Regions from separate parts of the Sus scrofa genome. Here region 2 is linked to region 1. A link is a contact called in public Hi-C data. All regions are on one chromosome and are shown on one strand. Each heading gives the region's core, a stretch centred on a gene start, on an enhancer-like site or on the middle of the called end of the contact. The rest is flanking DNA. Distances are from core to core; before and after follow the strand shown.

Region 1 (2,700 bases), core at 103-2,602:
AATATGGCGCAGATGAACCTATCTCCAGAACAGGAATGGACTCACAGACATAGAGAACGGACTTGTGGTTGCCAAGGGGGAGGCAGAGGGCGTAGGATGGACGGAGGGAGTCCAGAGTTAGTAGGTGCAAACTGTCACATTTAGAATGGATAACAACAAGGTCCTACTCTATAGCACAGGGAACTATATCCAATGTCCTGGGATAGACCACGATGGAAAATAATATATAAAAAGAGTGTGTGTGTGTGTGTGTGTGTGTGTGTATGACAGAGTCACTTTGCTATACAGCATGAATTGGCACAACAATGTAAATCAACTATACTTTAATTTTTAAAAATTGTAGGAGTTCCCATCGTGGCTCAGCAGAAAAGAATCTGATTAGTATCCATGAGGACGCAGGTTTGATCCCTGGCCTCGCTCAGTGGGTTAGGGATCCGGCGTTGCCATGAGATGTGATGTAGGTTGCAGGTGCGGCTTGAATCTGGCATTGCTGTGGCTGTGGCATAGGCTGGTGGCTACAGCTCCGATTCAACCCTGGGAACATCCGTATCCCTCGGGTGTGGCCCTCAAAAGACAAAAATAAAAAAAGTGCAGGGAAAAGCAGCTGGCAAAATAAATGTTTTTAAACTGACGGGCCCTCCTCGCCTTCCCTCTTCCCTCCGTTTCTGGCACCCTCGGCCCCTTCCCTCTGCCATCTCCCTCCCCCACGTCTGGTTGGGACCAGTTTGCCAAAAGCGATGGGGGTGGTTTTCAGTAGCCTCCGTTAAAAGACAAAAACAAAAAACCACCTCCCAGGAAGGCCTTTAGCATGATAGCTGAGAAGAAGTTATTATTTTAGCCCCTTCTCCCCTCCTCACCCTCCAGAATGGCCTGATGTGATAAAATTATATCTGCAGCCTCTCAAGTCCCCCCAGCACTGTTCTCTTTTGATATGACCACTGCTGTGTGTGTGGCCGGGAGCTCAGCGTTCCTTCTTGTGCGACCATGTGGGTGTTCTGGGTCAAACAGATTCTTTCGGACTGGGCAGTCATGAGTGCAAAAAAAAATGTCCTTGGACCTGTTACCCTCCACACGAATCGTTCACCTCTCTCTCCCTTTCCTGTAACTGCCAAGGGCTTCGTATGTGGCACCTGCAGCCCAGGACTTATTTCCTTGACCCTTCTCAGCCTAGTTTCTGTCCCCTCCGCTAGACTGACTCGTTTGCTCAAATGTTAGATGGCACTTCCTCTTCGCACGCCCCACACCCCTGGCCTTCGCTTGCCCCGAATTTCTTCAGCCTTGGCACCACACCATCGCAACCCGAAAGCTTTCTTCTCTCCTGCAGTTCATGCCGCTGCACCATCTTGGTTTTATCTCCACATCTCTGACCACTTCCCTTTTTGACCGGTTTCTCTTTTCCTCCAACATTCAAATACAGGCCTTTGCCAAGGTCTTGCCTTTGCCCCAGATATCTTCTCCCTGAATTGCCTTTTGGAGCCACTCTACTCAGACGATACCCAAATTTCAGCCCATTCCAATGTGGCCTAAGCATTGGACTTAAACGTCCAACTTCTTTCTAGGTGATCTTGACTGGCCTCACCCAGTGCGTTCCCTGTAACAGCTGCTCATTTAATATTTGCTGAACTGAACTGGCCAACTGACATCCAGCGCAGGTGTTTATCTAGCCCAGAAGAACCAAACCCGGGCAAAGATCTAACTTAATTGGACTCTGAACATGCACACTTAGGCTTCTCATCCAGGTGGTAAACCCTTCCTCTTCTTGGGTAGCAGAGTCAAACTTATATTTTTGCTCCTAAAAACTCTTTTGAGAAGCCTAGAATTTCTCCATGAGAGTAGCTTTAGCCAAATCTCAAAAAAAAAAAAAAAAAAAATTTAAAAAATGCAGAGGTGCAGTTGCCGGAAAGCTCTTCTTTCTGCTTCCCCGTCCCTTCCATAATCTGTTTTGGAGTCAGAGGCATAAAACATATTAATATTGTAGGCCTATGTCCGGATTGCTGAGTTGTTCTGACATTCCCCACAACTCTTGGGACTTTGTGTCACAACTCTGTAAACGTTGTCTATTGAAGATTCATATCTGGGCTCGTATCCAAACTACCTTTACATAAATTTCACACAAATAATTTAGAGCCTCCTTCCATTCCAGCTGGCAGCCCCAGTAACTGCACATGTTAAGGTCACAGCAGGCTTGCTGGGGAAGATGTTGACCATGAACTTCTCTCTTAGAGAGGGCAACACGGGATGCTTCCCATGCACAGGGGTGTAGACATGTTTGTCCAGGTCACCATGTGAAAACCCAGTCCTGTGTCTTGGAGCAACCCCAGAAAGAGGCTGTCCTGGAAGGGGGTCCGGCTGAGGCAGCCCAGGGTGTTTCCCGAAGTGGACCGGGAGGGTCTCAGCTGTTCCCCTGGCTCACACCTCTCTCACCATGACACTCTTTCCTAAGGGTTTCTCAACACTACGTGTCACCATGGGCAAGCGTCAACCCAAGAGGAAGGGACAAAGCGGTCACGGGTGCCCAGCCACCCCCATCACAGCAAGCACCCCAGCCACCGTAGCTCGTGTCCACATTTCTTCCAGCTTCTTGATGCCACCACCTTGCCCAAGTTCTCTGGGGGATTTCTGGATGTTTCTGTTATATCTCTAGGGTGGAAACCCAGGGCACCCCCTCCCTGTCAAATCTCGAGTTTTTCTGCAGCCAAA
Region 2 (2,700 bases), core at 27-2,526, 550 kb before region 1:
GTGACGGAGATACATTAATGGAAAACCACCTTCAGCTCTGAGTAATGATTAGATCGCAAAGCTGGTTGAATTAAATTGACTTTAAAAAAAAATGCGTGGAGGATGAGCGTTGTGATTCTGAGCATAAGCTTCTTCTTTCTTTTTTTAACAAGAAACTGACATTTTACTTCGGATTTCGTGGGGGAAAGGTGGGATTAGCATTGCACCCCACACAGGAGGAGGGGCTTATTTTCCCATTAGATGGCTCCTTCCCTCCCAGATTCATTCTCTTCCCAGGCAGCCTGCCTCTTCCTCTGCCTCCTTTCTCTTTTCGCTCAGCTTTTGTATTCCATGCAGCAAAGTATAAATTGATGGGTGTCCTTTATCCAGAAATTTCGTTTTCTTAAGTTCAGCCCTATAATAGTTTTGTTTTCATAAACCATTATGGGTCAGGGAAGAGTAAACATCTTTGCTAAAAAGGATAATGACTTTTTCCTTGTGAGGTTTTTTTTTTTTTTTCCTTCCTTTCTGCTGGCCTGCGCCACAGCCATAGCAACGCCAGATCCGAGCCTCGACGGCACCTTACACCACAGCTCATGGCAACACCGGATCCTTAACCCATTGAACAAGGCCAGGGATCGAACTTGCAACCTCATGGTTCCTAGTCAGATTCATTCCCACTGCACCGTGATGGGAACTCCTTTTTTTGTTATTGTTGTTTTTTGGTTTCCTCCCTTTTCAGGTTAAATTTCAATGATCAGGGTTTTTTTCCTCCTTTTCAAATTTTTTTTTTTTTTTTTTTCTTTTGGTAGCACCCACGGCATATGGAAGTTCCTAGGCCAGGGATCCAATCCAAGCAGCACTGCTGAGACCTATGCTGTGGCAATGCAGATCCTTAACCCACTGTGCCAGGCCGGGGATGGAACCTGTGTTGCTGCAGAGACAATGCTGGCTCCTTTGCCTGCTGTGCCACAGTGGGAACTCCCTCCTTTTTAATGTTTTTAAAGCGAGTTACCTGTAGGGTAGCCTGTCACTCCCCAGATGTGTCCATATCATGCCGGGCCCAGGAGAAAAGTGCAAGAAACAAGAACTTCGGCTTCCCAGAGTGAGGTTGAACAATTGCTCATCCTCACAGGATCAATTAAATGTGTGAAAAACACACTTTTTTGAATTGCTCAACTAACTGCTGAGTCATCTCTCACTGTCGTTGGCTCCGAAAAGCTGTTCGGAGTTTGCTCCCAGCTCTGCGCTGTCCCCCAGTGATCTGACTCTCCTCCTGGGGTGTCATTGACTTGGGCAGGTCAGCGGCAGGGAGGTGGTGCTGGAGCAGGAGCCCTTCTCCAGGCTCCGAAGGCGAGTCCCTGCTTGCTCGGAGGCGCCTCCTGAAACCCAAGTTTGGCTTCCAGGAGGGATTTTATGATGCAAATATTTTAAGCACAACTTTGAAGATTTTGCCATTAAAAACAGTCTCACGTGGCTCAGGGCCCAGCCGACTGCAAACTACAAGGACGGGAGTGCCATAAATTGCTGGCAAGTGACAAGAAGGAAACAGCCCGGATTTCTAAACCAAGGCGACCTGGCTAATGACCCAGTTTCTGGGTTCAGTTCGTATCTGACTTGCTTCTACTCGGCTCTCGTCAGCGGCAACACACTTAGCACAGTTGTTTATGCTGAGATGAAATGGGGGGAACATGTTAGCCTGACAACCCAGAAAGGGGTTGGAGAATGGCTCCCCTGAAAGGCTGGGGATTTTGGAACAATGCAAAGCTTTGATCTTGGCTTGTGGGGTCATGAATTTATCCTGCACATGCTGACGTGCAACTGTCTCTAAGCCACCTTTTTTTATTTCTTTTTCTAATTAAAAATTTTTCCTATTATAGTTGATTTTCAATGTTCTGTCCATTTCTGCTACACAGCATAGTGACCATATATATATATGTACACACATTATTTTTCTCACATTATCTTCTATCATGTTCTATCACCAGTGCTTGGATATAGTTCCCTGTGCTGTACAGCAGGACCTCATTGCTTATTCTTTCTAAATGCATCTCCTAACCCCAAACTCCCGGTCCATCCCACTCCCTCCCCCTCCCCCTTGACAACCATGAGACTGCCCTCTGTGTCCCTGCGTCTGTGTCTGTTCTGTAGACAGGTTCATCTGTGCCGTATTTTAGAGTCCACAAATAAGTGATATTGTGTGGGATCTTTCTCGCCAAGCCTTCCTTTATGTTACTGGCGTGGGCTTGCCTTCCAACTGAGCCCAAGGAGCTGGCCCTCGGGTCCAAGCCACCAAAGCCTGTCCACAAAATCTGAACCGGCCATCAGAGTGCCCCGCTGGCTCTTGGCGCCCATGTTACTTGGTGGCCTTGTGTATGTGTTGCTTTACAATTCGCACAACACTCTCTTCTTTTTCCAGCCCTAAACCCTGTGAAGCATGTTTGAGAAATGAAAGTCCAGTGTTATGCATGAGGAAACTGGACCTCCCCGAGTTTGTGACTTGCCAGTCGGTAAATAGCTCAATCAGAACGTGAAACCCGTTGTGCTGAACCTGGGGGGTCATAAGGGTTTTATCGAAAGGAAAAGTTTTTGTTTCTAACAATTTAAAATTCTTTGCATGGTGGTAAGTCATTGAGTGGGAGTTAGGAAATTAGCAGTACTTTCAAAATTTTATTAATCATAATACTATTTGCATACACTTAAAAATTGCATCTGTACATA

The links. Hi-C and Micro-C count contacts between places; a contact is called where the count stands out from the background.
Region 2: a contact with region 1 is called in a Hi-C map of liver, with 2.6 times the contacts expected there. The contact joins two enhancer-like sites. A contact is called at or near these places in 4 of 47 Hi-C or Micro-C datasets (embryonic fibroblasts, liver, skeletal muscle and 1 more) and 1 of 2 datasets of contacts at active chromatin or transcription factors (skeletal muscle).

What each region holds. Positions count from the first base shown.
Region 1 is chr10:56,410,318-56,413,017 of Sscrofa11.1, reverse strand. The region is part of intron 3 of NRP1 (neuropilin-1); the gene reads left to right. Among named protein-coding and RNA genes, the nearest start is that of NRP1, 19 kb to the left of the region's middle. Within about 2 kb of position 1,352, at least 18 of the 83 cell types and tissues checked have an H3K27ac peak or open chromatin away from gene starts, as enhancers often do. A contact at or near this core is called in liver, where this site is marked.
Region 2 is chr10:56,961,922-56,964,621 of Sscrofa11.1, reverse strand. No RefSeq gene overlaps it. Among named protein-coding and RNA genes, the nearest start is that of NRP1, 530 kb to the right of the region's middle. Within about 2 kb of position 1,276, at least 10 of the 83 cell types and tissues checked have an H3K27ac peak or open chromatin away from gene starts, as enhancers often do. A contact at or near this core is called in liver, where this site is marked.